3 separate regions of the Rattus norvegicus genome follow, and regions 1 and 3 are each linked to region 2. A link is a contact called in public Hi-C data. All regions are on one chromosome and are shown on one strand. Each heading gives the region's core, a stretch centred on a gene start, on an enhancer-like site or on the middle of the called end of the contact. The rest is flanking DNA. Distances are from core to core; before and after follow the strand shown.

Region 1 (3,822 bases), core at 656-3,155, 240 kb after region 2:
TACAAGCTGTTGTAGGTGGAAGTCAAGAGTCTCAAGTCATGTTCCTTACCAGCTGAATTATCTTATCCCCTCCTTACTTTGTGATTAGACCTGAAACAGAGGCAGATTAGATAGGATTCTGTTGATCTCTAGCTGTTGAATGGACCACAGAGGTTACAGAATACAAATTATGATGCTCTCCCAGTGATTCAGGGGAGACTGTGGTAGCTAAAACAGGAGGCGTTCCAAGTTAATGGAAAGTGGTCTGGCTCTGGATATATTCTAAAGACACAACCATCAGGATTTACTGTGAAGTGAGAAAGAGAACACTGGATTGTGCCTTGAGCAGTGGAAGGCTAACATGCTAACAAACTCTGTGTAGCCAACAGAGAGCAGGTTTGGGAAGGAAGTCAGAACTTCTGTGTGGACACATTCAACTATCGACAGCTACCAGTCTTCAACTTGGAGCTGTCAGGAAGACCACTGGAAATAAAGATGTGAGCCTCTTGGACGAACTACGTACGTGGGAGAAAAATCTGGAAGCAGCCATCAAACAGATGGCTTCAGAGTGAAATTTGCTGACAGCATCACGGAAGGATCTATAAGCTCAAGGCCTGCCTTGGTCACGGCAAGTTCAAGTCCAGCTTGAACAACTGAAGGAGACCCAGTCTCAGTTACAAAATGTTTTTAAGGGCAGGCGTGGTGCCAACCACCTATAATGCCACATGGAAAACAGAGGCAAGATCAGGAGTTTAAGGTCATCCTCCCCTACAGAGTTTGAGGCCAGCCTGGGCTCCTTGAGCCCTTACTTCAGAAAAGCTGCTGTAGCCCTAAAGCCACATTCAAACACTGCTTTTAGGACAGATGGGAATGGAAGATTAAGCAACTGGAGGTCAACGACAGTTCCTCCCCAGTGAGACAGATTACCAAGCATCTACCCACCCATCCCACCCCACTTTTAGCTTCTGAACAATACTCGTTCCCCTCCCTCATCACTGGAACACTTCCCACTTGCTTTTCAGATCTTACTAGAAGGACGTGAAACCTGGGATACCCACCATACAGAATTAATGTCCATCTGTTTTTGTTTAAACAGAAATATCTTTCCCCCTCTCTTGAGAGATAGGGTTCTATCATGTAATGTAGTCGAGGTTAATCTGGAATTTACTATGTACTCAAGGAGGCCTTCTGCCTTGCTTCTGGAGTGCTGGCATTACAGGTGAGCATCGCCACTCCTGCCTGGAATATATTACTCTAATTATCTATTTAATGTGTGCCTTGAGCTACACTTCCGGTGCCATCAGGAGTGATGAAGATCTTATTTCTGGATCAGAACTGCCTAAAAACTTAACACAGCTCAAAGCACTATGCAGGCAGCCCACAGATACTTCAAACGCACAGAGAATAAATAAATGCTAGAACTGGTGTGAGAGATCACATTCTGTTGGCTTAAGTCTGGATCCCGAAACCCAGGAGTGGAAGTGAAGGACCACGCGGGAAAGTTAAGCCGCCTACTCTTTTTAATTCTAACCCAGTATTCCGATGGAGAGTATCAGACCGGCCCAACTCACCACTCCACCCCTTGTCACTCACCCAGCCGCGTGGCGCGCTCTCGCGGTTTTGCCGGCCGATCTCCAGTCGCGTGTTCAGTCTCGAGCTCCTCCTGCTGCTGCCGGGCTTGTTGCAAAATCCGTCTGCTCAACCGGGGTCCCACATACTCTTCCTCCTCTTCGACCCCGTGTCTCCGCCGTTTTTCTCGGGTCCCCGCACGCACTGCGTCCCCAGCCAGAATCTGCTCCGCCAGAGGTGCATGTCTCTCTTGATTTCTGGCCCCACGTGTCACCTTTAATTTGGGCATTTTTGTCGAAAAACTTGCCCACAAAGTTTACACGTGTGAAGCCGGCTAAGAGACGAGACTGCGCTTGCGCCTTGTATTCCGGTCTCCAAGAGGTCACTGAGGCATCACAGTGCCCCCCAGCGTTCGGAGGCCGGAAGTTCCTCATATATCGCCATCTCTAGAAGAGCTTCGGGGCTTGGAGCAGGAGTCTCCAAATTCTCAGATAATCTCACTGAAAGAGGTGGATGTTCGAGTCACCTTTTCCAGAATTCATGAAAGTAGCCTAGGGCGTGTTGTCAACCCCTTGTATGTTTTGGGGGCGGAGCCGGGTCGATGACGTACTAGAAATGTCACCGCTGGTGTATCCAGAGATGCCTCTCCCTGTGGGCGTGTCGTCCTGGCGCTCAGTATTTACGCATTTCCGGAGGCCGGTCAACGACCGCTTCCTGTGTTTAGGGGGCTGCCTCTCGTGGGAAGGTCTGGATTCTCTGAGTTTGAGTATTTGGCAGTACCACCTTTTGACCCTTCGCCATGGGAGTGACGTGGTAGGACTTGAAGGGCTTCTGCGGGGGGGGGGCTGTGGGGTCGTGAAGGTGTCTGTGAGCCTGTAATGGCCCGGGGAGGGGGATTTTGACCGAGGTTCTCGGTTCCTCGAGGGCTGACCAAGATGTCCTGGGGTTGTGTGGATCAGGGGACACCCGAGTGCGGGTTCTCCCTTCCCAGGCATAACAATTTGGCAAAGCAAGCACTTCATCCCAAGAACCCGCCAAGAGTTGTTGGACCTTCTTTTTCTCGGTACCTCTTTCTGTCCTTGAGGCCTTGTCCCGTCGCAACTAGAATCCAGCGGTTAGAAATAAGGTTTCTAGACTAGGAGATATTCGGAGGAAGGGATAAAAAGGGGCGCGAGGAGAAAGTGACTTGTGTATTCTGCTTGCAGTTATAGCACCTGACTTTGAACTGGCCACTTTAAGATATTGGGGCTAGTGACAAAGGTAGGGGAAAGGAGCTGTTGGGAGTTTGGAGATCGGGGTACCAGGCATATTAACTATTCATGAACCACTCCCTAACGTATTTGAGACAGTTTTTTGAGCAGGGTTTTCTTTGTGAGTAGCTTTGGGAGGCCTGTAGATCAGGCTGGACTCAAACTCACCGAGATCTGCCCACCTCTGCCTCTTGAGTGCTTTGGTGATGGCATTTGCCACCAGCACTTGGGCTTGAGACAGTTTTGATCGACTTTTATCTTAAACATGTCTTAAGTCTCACTTGAAAAAAAAAAAGAGGCAGTCGGTAAGGTTTGGGCACCGTGCTTTTGTGGGTATTAATTTCAAAGTACTAGACCTCAGCACTTAAAATCTTGGTACTGGTGCGCTTCTTTCCGATTAAAGAAGCTTGGGGGCCATTGTACAGGAAGTCAGGGGCCACAGGTCTGCTCTGGAAAGGAGAGCTCTTGTAGGCTCCTTAGTAACTGCGCTTGCCAAAGTTGACACCAGGAGCCTCATCTCTGCCACAGTGAAAATAGATCACAGCAGAGTCATTTGAGATCCCCCAATGCCACCTTTCTGGGCTGTGTATGTAACTTAGACTCCCGTGCCTTTGCCTCCTGCACCAGGGATTACAGGAGTGCTCCACCAATGCCTGCCCACCCTGCGTCTTTGTATAGAGAAGGCAGTCCCTGGGAAAAGGGCTTCTTGCTTTCTAGTATCAGTTCCACTTTCTCAGAATCTTGGAATGTGTGTCACAGTGTGTCAGTTTGGTAATTGGAACAGTTTTTAATGACAGTGGGGCTCTCCCTTAATAGATTTTTCTATTCGATCATAAATCAACACAAGGATCTTAAAACAGTTGTTTAGGAAAAGCTTTGACTTTTTCATGCAGTTAAATACCATCAGTGTTATTATTTAATCACTGTTCAAAGAATAGGTCTCCGCCAAGCGCACTCCTATGATCCCAGCATATGGAGGTTAAGTGGCAGAAGGATTGATGAAAGTGTAAGGTCATAAGGTCAG
Region 2 (3,751 bases), core at 89-2,588:
TTTTCTTTTTCCTGTCAGGTGGCCCATGGAGCAGTGCCCATAATTTAGTCTGGTTTCTGCATTTTGTTTTCTTTTCTGGTCTGTTTCGTCTAAATGATGGGTCAGCTTGTCCCACATATCTAAAAACTTACTTTTTATTTCTATAGTTGAGGGCCTTGGGCTTGTACAATTCCCTTTCTGGGAGGGGGTCTTTCAGAGATACTGTATCAGCTGGGTTTGTGTGTCAAGTTGACACAAGCTGGAGTCATTGGAGAGGAAGGCGCCTCAGTGGAAGATGTGTCTCCATGAGATCCAACTGTAAGGCATGTTCTCAATTGGTGATCTATGGGGGAAGGTCCAGGCAACTGTGGGTGCTGTCATCCCTAGGCTAGTGGTCCTGGGTTCTATAAGCAGGCCGACTGAGCAAGCCATGGGAAGCAAGCCAGTAAGCAGGAGCCCTCCATTGGCATCTGCATCAGCTCCTGCTCCCAGGTTCCAGCCCTGCTTAAGTTCCTGTCCTGACTTCCTCCAATGATATACTATGATCTGGAAGTGTAACTAAATAAACCCTTTTCTCGCCAGCTTGCTTTTTGGTTATGGTGTTTTGTCACAGCAATGGAAACCCTAACTAAGGTAGATACTTTGTATCGTCCTCATTAAATTGATCCTTATCCATTTTCCCAATAACCTTTTAAGAGCCAGGATGTAGAAGAGATGCCACAAATTCAGGATGAGTTTATCATATAGCATTTAATCTCATTTAATCCTCTACTGCTTTGTCCTCCTCTCTACTTGGCAAATGGAAAAAAAAAAATGGGTTCAGAGTATGGAAGAAAGTTGATCAAGTCACCCACCTAAACAGAAACCAGAGCTCCTAAGTGTGGAGCTTCCATTACGTTAAATGCATGGGAAGGCATTTTGAAAAACACAATTTAGAAATATCCATTAACAAGCCTGGCATTCCGACGGTGTGAACAAAGTTTAACAACAAAATGGCTTCTGCAATAAGGTAAAATGTTAGAATTTGGACTCAGTAGTAACAGCAAATTCCTTTCCAAGTATGCGTTTTGTTGTGTGCGTCTCAAAGCAAACAAACAAGAAACACCCACGACAAATATAATTAGGCTATATAGCATATAGATAGAACCTGGCAGTTTATCCAGACGGCGAAAGCGACGCATCCACTCAAAAACTTAAATGAATGCGTGAATAATAAACAAGTAAATAAATAATAAAGTAGAAATTTAAATTAAAAAAACAAAATCAAGGGGCCACGTCTCTATGGTTGTTTCAGTGCCGGAACACAGGAGACACTCTCTCTTTTTCGAACTCTATGGTTCGAGGGCACGGCTGTGATCCCGGAAGCGATCGTGGGAGGTCAGGGCACCAAGATGGCGGCGCGCGCAGCGTGTGTGGCTGTCTGCCGGCGCCTGCAGCAGGTAAAGGGGTGGTCGGGAAACCCTGGCGGCCGAAGGCGCCGTCGCCGAGTCCCGCTGCTACCCTCTACCCGGCCGGCTCGGAGTGTTCCTCCATAGTTTTTATTAGGAAGGGACAAGATAAGGGCTGATTTTTTTTCCCCCGAGAGACTCAAATTGACAAGATAGGAACTAGAACTATAGAATGTCAGAGCGGGAAAGATGAGAAAAATATGTCCAGAAGCCCTCCCTTCACGTTAGAAAGGGCAGTGAGAACCTTGAGCTTAGAGAAGACAGGAATACTCGGATACTTAGGTGCTGAGCCGGAGCTGGACTCAGAAAGCTCGCGTGGAGTTACATTGAGAGGTCCTCCTCGCCTTCAGGGGTTGGAGAGATTGACTCGAAGGGCCCCAGGAATGGGTTAGATCTCCCTCAAGAGGTTCTTTGAAGAAGGAAAACTTGCCTGATGTTGCACGGCGTGAATCACAGCACTGGGGAAAGGAGGCAGGCGGACTTCTGGGTTCGAAGACAGTCAGGCTACATGTTGAGATCCTGTCGCAAAATAAATAATTAAACAACAACAAAAACTAGGCGGTCTCAAGAACTTTGGCCTCGAGACCTTTGTGGTTTTTGAAAACAAAGCTCAGAACTGGACCTCTAATAGGATTACTTGTAAAGCACGAGGAAGATTGCCCACTAGCCTGGCCTGCAAATTGAGACCCTGTCTTCAAAATAAACGATTTTTTAAAAAGGAAGGGCTGAGACTAGCTCAGTTGCTAGAGACCTCAATGCCTAAAGCTGGCTCTGGGTTGGATCCACAGCAGCACATAACCCAGAGACGGCAGCCCACACCTGTCACACCAGCCCTTGAGAGGTCAAAGCAAGAGGATCAGAAGTTCAAAATCACTCTCAGCTACATACAGAGTTCAGAACCAGAGTGGGCTCCGTAAACTTGTGTCTACAAAAACGTTTATCCTTTATACTAGAGACTGAACCCAGGGCCTTGCGCACACCAGACAAAGGTCCTGCCACTGAACCCCATTCTTAGCCTTCTGTGGAACTCCAGTCCTCTGCAAGAACTGTGAGCGGTCACTTCAGCCTCTGTATCTTCCCAGGTTAAATTAGTTAACACTTTAGAAAGACTGCTTCCCAAAGCAAAAGCAAGTTTGATGGAGAGTAATGCCTCAGTATGCAGCCTCACGGCAGAAGCGGCTTTCTTATTTGTTTTTGCACACCATCTTTTATCATATAGTACAACTCATGCAGCTTTGTAAGACTCCACTGTACACCAGCCAGAGGATGGAAGCAGAAAAGCCTTGAGTAATTCTTAGTGAGTTTTGGTTTCAGGCTTTCTGAGAGTGTCTTAAGGATTCATGGGCAGTCCCAGCCCACACTTGTATAACCACTGATCCTAAGAAAAAGACATGAGAGCTAGAGAGGTGAGATAGCTCAGTGGTTAAGAGCACTTGCTGCACAACCATGAGGTCTGGGGTTCAGGTGACAGCACCAGGCTATCAAGAGGGTCACTCATGCCCCCCTGTGACCCAGCTCCAGGGGTTCACAGGAGGTCCAGTGAAGCTTTTTGGCTTCCAGAATAGCCAAGAAAATTTTGAGTCCTGGGAGCAGTGAGATCCTACCGTAAGCAGGTGCAGAGTGACAGAGAATGACAGCTTCTAGCCCCCAAACACTTGCACATACATGTACATGAATGTAGAAACACCATACAAATGTAGAATTTTTTTTTAAAAGAAAACTAGGATGCTAGAGAAGGAAGTGTTGCACTTGTGAGAAAAACTTTATCCAGCCAGATCTGTACACACCCAAGCCCTTAAAAAAGTTAAAGCTGCAGGCAGTGGTTCATAGCAAACCCTCGGGAGGCAGACTCCAGGCCATCCCCATCTCTCCAGTTGGAGGCCAGGTCGGAAGGCACGCAACCCCCACCTCAGAGTCAACAGACATTTCAGAATGTGACCAGGAAATGTGCTTCTTAGCATTTGGGTCGCTGGTGTCAGAGAGCTTACTGTCTGAGTGTGAGGGCCACGACGACACATGCTCTTACACTGAGCCTGGTGTCCTTGCTTGTAAGCCAAGTAAGGCTGGAAACGTGTGTCCCAGCATAAGAGCAAGGAAACAAGCGAGGTCTCTCTGTAATCCTGGCCGTTCTGGAACTTGCTCTGTAGACCAAGCTGGCCCCCAGCTCACAGATCCTCCCGCCTTGCAATGACAGGGTTAAAGGCGTTCATTACAGAGAACAGAGGCTGTTGTAACGTACCCGCTAGTTGTTTTAATTCCTCTACTTGTGCCTCCCTGTTATTTTTGTCTTTGTTGTATTTTTAAAGAATTTATATTGCTGCTTT
Region 3 (3,863 bases), core at 348-2,847, 220 kb before region 2:
ACTGGAAAGTCATTTCCAGTCTTAAAAAATCCACCCCGCACACTTGGAGTTCGGTTGTCCGCCGTAGAAGGTGAGGCTTGACTTACTTATTTTAAAATGGTTTTCACGGTGAAAAACTTGAACCACACCCAACATAGGAGCTAGGACTACGCTGGCCTCACTGCCACGGATTGCCGGAGAGATTTTGTCGCACCGTGGATGGAGCGTCTTCCTGTATTTATGTGGGGAATGCATATTGTTTGAAACAGCAGGATGTGGTTTGGTGTTACTGGAGAGGGAGATAACTCACAAGGACGTGCACGATACCTCACGAGGATGGGCACGACACACTGACTGACGTGAAGTTCCTAGGATTTTGAGGTTCCCAATGGTCTCTGGCTTGTCTTACTGATAGCTCCCAACAGCAGTGGAAAGTGCTTAGATGCCCCATAGCCAAAGACAGCCGCACATATTGACTGAAACCTCTGACTCCAGAATAAAGGGAAAGGGGAGGAAAGGGATTGAGAGCCACACGTGTAGCTGGCAACCAATGCTCATTTTGATGCCACACCATGAATGGCCTGTGCTCTAGAACGCAGCACAAACGTAGTCACAGCGTCAAGGGGGCTGAAAGGGTGTTAGGGCTTAACACTCCAGTGACCCTGGTCCTCCAAAGACCACGTGTGAACAGCACATGTTTATCTACTTGTCTTTTCATGGGTATGGCCGTTTGCCCGTGTGTATGTCTGTGGACCACATGCAATCAGTGCCCCACTGGAGGGCAGAAGAAGGTGCTGGATCCCCTGGAATGGGACTTACAGATGATTGTGAGCTGCCGTGTGGGTGCTGGGAATTGAACTCAGGTCCTTAGCAAGAGCAGGTATTGTGTTTAACCACTGAGCCACCTTTCCAGCTCTGCCCCACCCCTGACGGAATGTAACATTTTTGAAACTCACATTGGCTTTGGGTTCTGTTACTCTGGGCGCACACAGCTTTCTGGTTTCTTGCAGTTAAGGCCAAAATTTGACTTTGACAATGCGGCAGCTAGTTCCCTGGGTTGGACCACTTGGAAAGGTTCTCCCGCCTCATGTCTTGGGACAGGCTCTGACCCTGAGACATCACAGGGCCCTAGACAGTTTGCTACCTGAGAAACACTAATTTCCCTTGTGCAGATAGCTTAGTCATATCTACCGTACCCCTACCCTTTAGGGGAAGGCCCTGCTCGGATGGATGCTGGACGTGTCACCATAACATGGGCAAGGCCTTTTTTTTTTTTTTTTTTTTTTTTAAGAAAAAGAAGAGGGTTAAGAGTTGATATCCAAGGAAATTTGAGTGTTAATTGAGTGTCTCCCAAAGTCCACAACCATAGGAGATGCAGTCCACCCTTAAAACGAAATAGAGGCTGGCTCACAGAACTCTCAGCTGGTTTTCTGTGCCTTCTTGGCTGGGTAAGTATATGACTGTCGGAGGTTGAACCATGAGGACCCCAAGATTTCCCTTCTTTTGAATAGTTTTAGCTCATTGTGAGCCACTCTAGATCTGATGATATCTCTCATAAATTCCCATTCCGTAGGTATCTGGATGTCTGTGCGTGCCTTGCCTGATCTTGGGACAGGACTCTCAAGGCCTGCAGGCCACGGTCCTGGGACCCCAGCAGCACTTGGCTTGCAGAATCACCCTGCTCAAGTTTGCCCCTTCTAGACTGAGTTTGGGGAGGGCAGAACTGGGTCACCTCTGCGCTCTGCACCCCAGCTTCTTGCACACAGCCTGCGGCTGGTTGGTACTGTCTACATGCTTATATAAGAATCAGATTTTTTTTTTTCCGTTTTTAAAAAAAAAAAAATTTTTTTTTTTTTAAATCTCTGGTTTTCTTCCCATTGGTTCTTGATGTGGGGAGAAACCCAGGCCCCGTGTTTTCAGCCTGTGAGGGAGATCAGAGCAGGGTAATAGTTCCTTTCCTTGCCTGTCTGTGGCCTTGCAGCATGGCTTAACTAGAGCCCTTGAATGCAAACACCGTCCCATCCCCCATCCCTTTTGATAAGTGACATTTTGTTAAATCAGTTATTCAAGGCCTTATCTATATTTCTGTCTGTGCTGGCTTAGTCAAAATAGGAAAGAGGGAATATTAGATTTCTTCACCCGCCCCCTCCTCCTTCCCCTTTGAGCAACTCTGCCGAAGCTTTCTGATAGGGGAGGGGCGCCATGTCCTTGAAGCAGCAAACGGTTCCTGCAGAAAAATGTGGAGGGCTTGGGCTTACAGCGAGTGGTGCTTTTTAGCAGCTGTGATTTTTCCATTTTTCTTCCCCCCCCCACCCCTTTCCTCTCTGTTTTGATTAGTGGAACTCATTGTGTTGTGGGGTAGGGGTTGTGGGGAGGGAGGAGGGGTGCCCGGGGAGCAACATTTCCGGGGAGAGCTCAGAGTTCGGGAGGGGTGAGGGAGGGAAAGGATTTATTGAAAATATATGTCTACTTCGGCTATGATAAAGCAGCAGGCATGTAAAAATGCAACAGGGAAATCATTATTGCGGTAATGCAGGCAGGCTTCGCTTTCTCATTAGCAGCGCTCAGCCCACGTGGAGGAGGGGGTGGCCGAGCTGCCTTGAGAGTCGGGGTATTCAATTATAGCAGAAACTCAGGGGAATTCTCTCCACCTTCCCTGCGCCCCCCACCCCCGGCTGCCTTCGCTCTTTTCTTTCCCCTCCCGATCGCTTCATAACCTTTTGGAAGCTGCTGGTCCGGGTTCCATTGCTTCCTTCCTCGCCCCTGCCACCCCGAATGCAGTGGGGACCGAATGCAGCGGGGACCGCGTCATTTTGAAGTTAGAAGGAATTAAAATAAATTCTCTTGGGAACAAGTGGAGCATTTGGGTGACACTTTGTGAGTAAGAGGCTGGATTTTTATCTTTTGCATTCCAGAGAACAGGAGGGTGGCCTGTATGGGGGTTCAGGAATTTGCATACTCCCTGCCTCTTTAATACTGGCACCCTTATGGAGCGCTCCGTTTCGGGCCTTGTGCAGCTTAGTCCTTTCATACTTAACCATTCACTGTAAGGGCTGATGCAACGTTCCGTTTCTTCCCCTTGGGGAAACTGAGGCACAGCTTATACTGCAGTAGCTTGCCTGGGATCATGCACATGGTAAGCGATGGAGTTGGCGCCCAAGCCCGGGACTGACCCAGGAGACTGGATTCTGGAGTCACTTGTTCTGAGCTGACCCATAGATTCTGAGATATACCCGCAGATACCCCGGATGCTGATGGAGAGCTATAGGTAGAGTGATGAGGACGCTTGCTCACCAAGGTCTCTCCTTCTAGAGATCCAAGAGAGGTCTCAGGTCCCCGTTAGAGAGAGGTCAATCGATACCCTCTCCACTACTTGTTCATCAAATGTTTATGGGTCGTTGCCGTGTACCAGGGTCGCACCAATGACTGGAACCATCTGGATGAAACAGAGGAGCTCAGGGTCTAGTGGTGGGAATAGAAACATGATTCTAGGGGCTGGGGATTTAGCTCAGTGGTAGAGTGCTTACCTAGGAAGTGCAAGGCCCTGGGTTCGGTCCCCAGCTCCGAAAAAAAAAAAAAAAAAAAAAAGAAACATGATTCTAGTGGCTCCTGCCTGGAAAAGGAGGAGTTGGGAAACTGTCTAGAGCAGTCGTGGAGGCGGTACTGAAAGGGCTTGTTCCGTAGAGAAGGCCAGGGCATGTCACATCATGACTGTGGCCGTCCATACAGACCAGGCCTTGAGGAAGGAATCCCTTGTGCAACTTCAAGACTTACCTGTTCATCTCAGTCCTGTTGGACCACTCTATCTAGCAGAAGCACCCCACACCAAGTGACTCAGATGACAAATACTTCTTAGTTCAAGGGTAGAGAGGCCAAGGTCAGTG

The links. A called contact is a pair of places that touch in the nucleus more often than the background predicts.
Region 1: a contact with region 2 is called in a Hi-C map of liver, with 6 times the contacts expected there. The contact joins the promoter of Bysl here to the promoter of Mrps10 in region 2. A contact is called at or near these places in 8 of 12 Hi-C or Micro-C datasets (Schwann cells, frontal cortex, kidney and 3 more).
Region 3: a contact with region 2 is called in a Hi-C map of frontal cortex, with 2.8 times the contacts expected there. The contact joins the enhancer-like site here to the promoter of Mrps10 in region 2. A contact is called at or near these places in 3 of 12 Hi-C or Micro-C datasets (the Rat2 cell line, frontal cortex and mammary epithelial cells) and 1 of 1 datasets of contacts at active chromatin or transcription factors (oligodendrocytes).

What each region holds. Positions count from the first base shown.
Region 1 is chr9:20,878,424-20,882,245 of GRCr8, reverse strand. It overlaps Bysl (bystin-like), which reads right to left and starts at 1,905. Exons shown (of 7, transcript NM_182674.3): 1 at 1,573-1,905. The coding sequence starts at 1,837. Med20 (mediator complex subunit 20) reads left to right here and starts at 2,235. Exons shown (of 4, transcript NM_001013178.2): 1 at 2,235-2,361. The coding sequence starts at 2,348.
Region 2 is chr9:21,120,040-21,123,790 of GRCr8, reverse strand. Mrps10 (mitochondrial ribosomal protein S10) reads left to right here and starts at 1,338. Exons shown (of 7, transcript NM_001389252.2): 1 at 1,338-1,418. The coding sequence starts at 1,371.
Region 3 is chr9:21,342,320-21,346,182 of GRCr8, reverse strand. It overlaps a transcript of Trerf1 not described here. Among named protein-coding and RNA genes, the nearest start is that of Ubr2, 140 kb to the left of the region's middle. Within about 2 kb of position 1,597, at least 19 of the 93 cell types and tissues checked have an H3K27ac peak or open chromatin away from gene starts, as enhancers often do.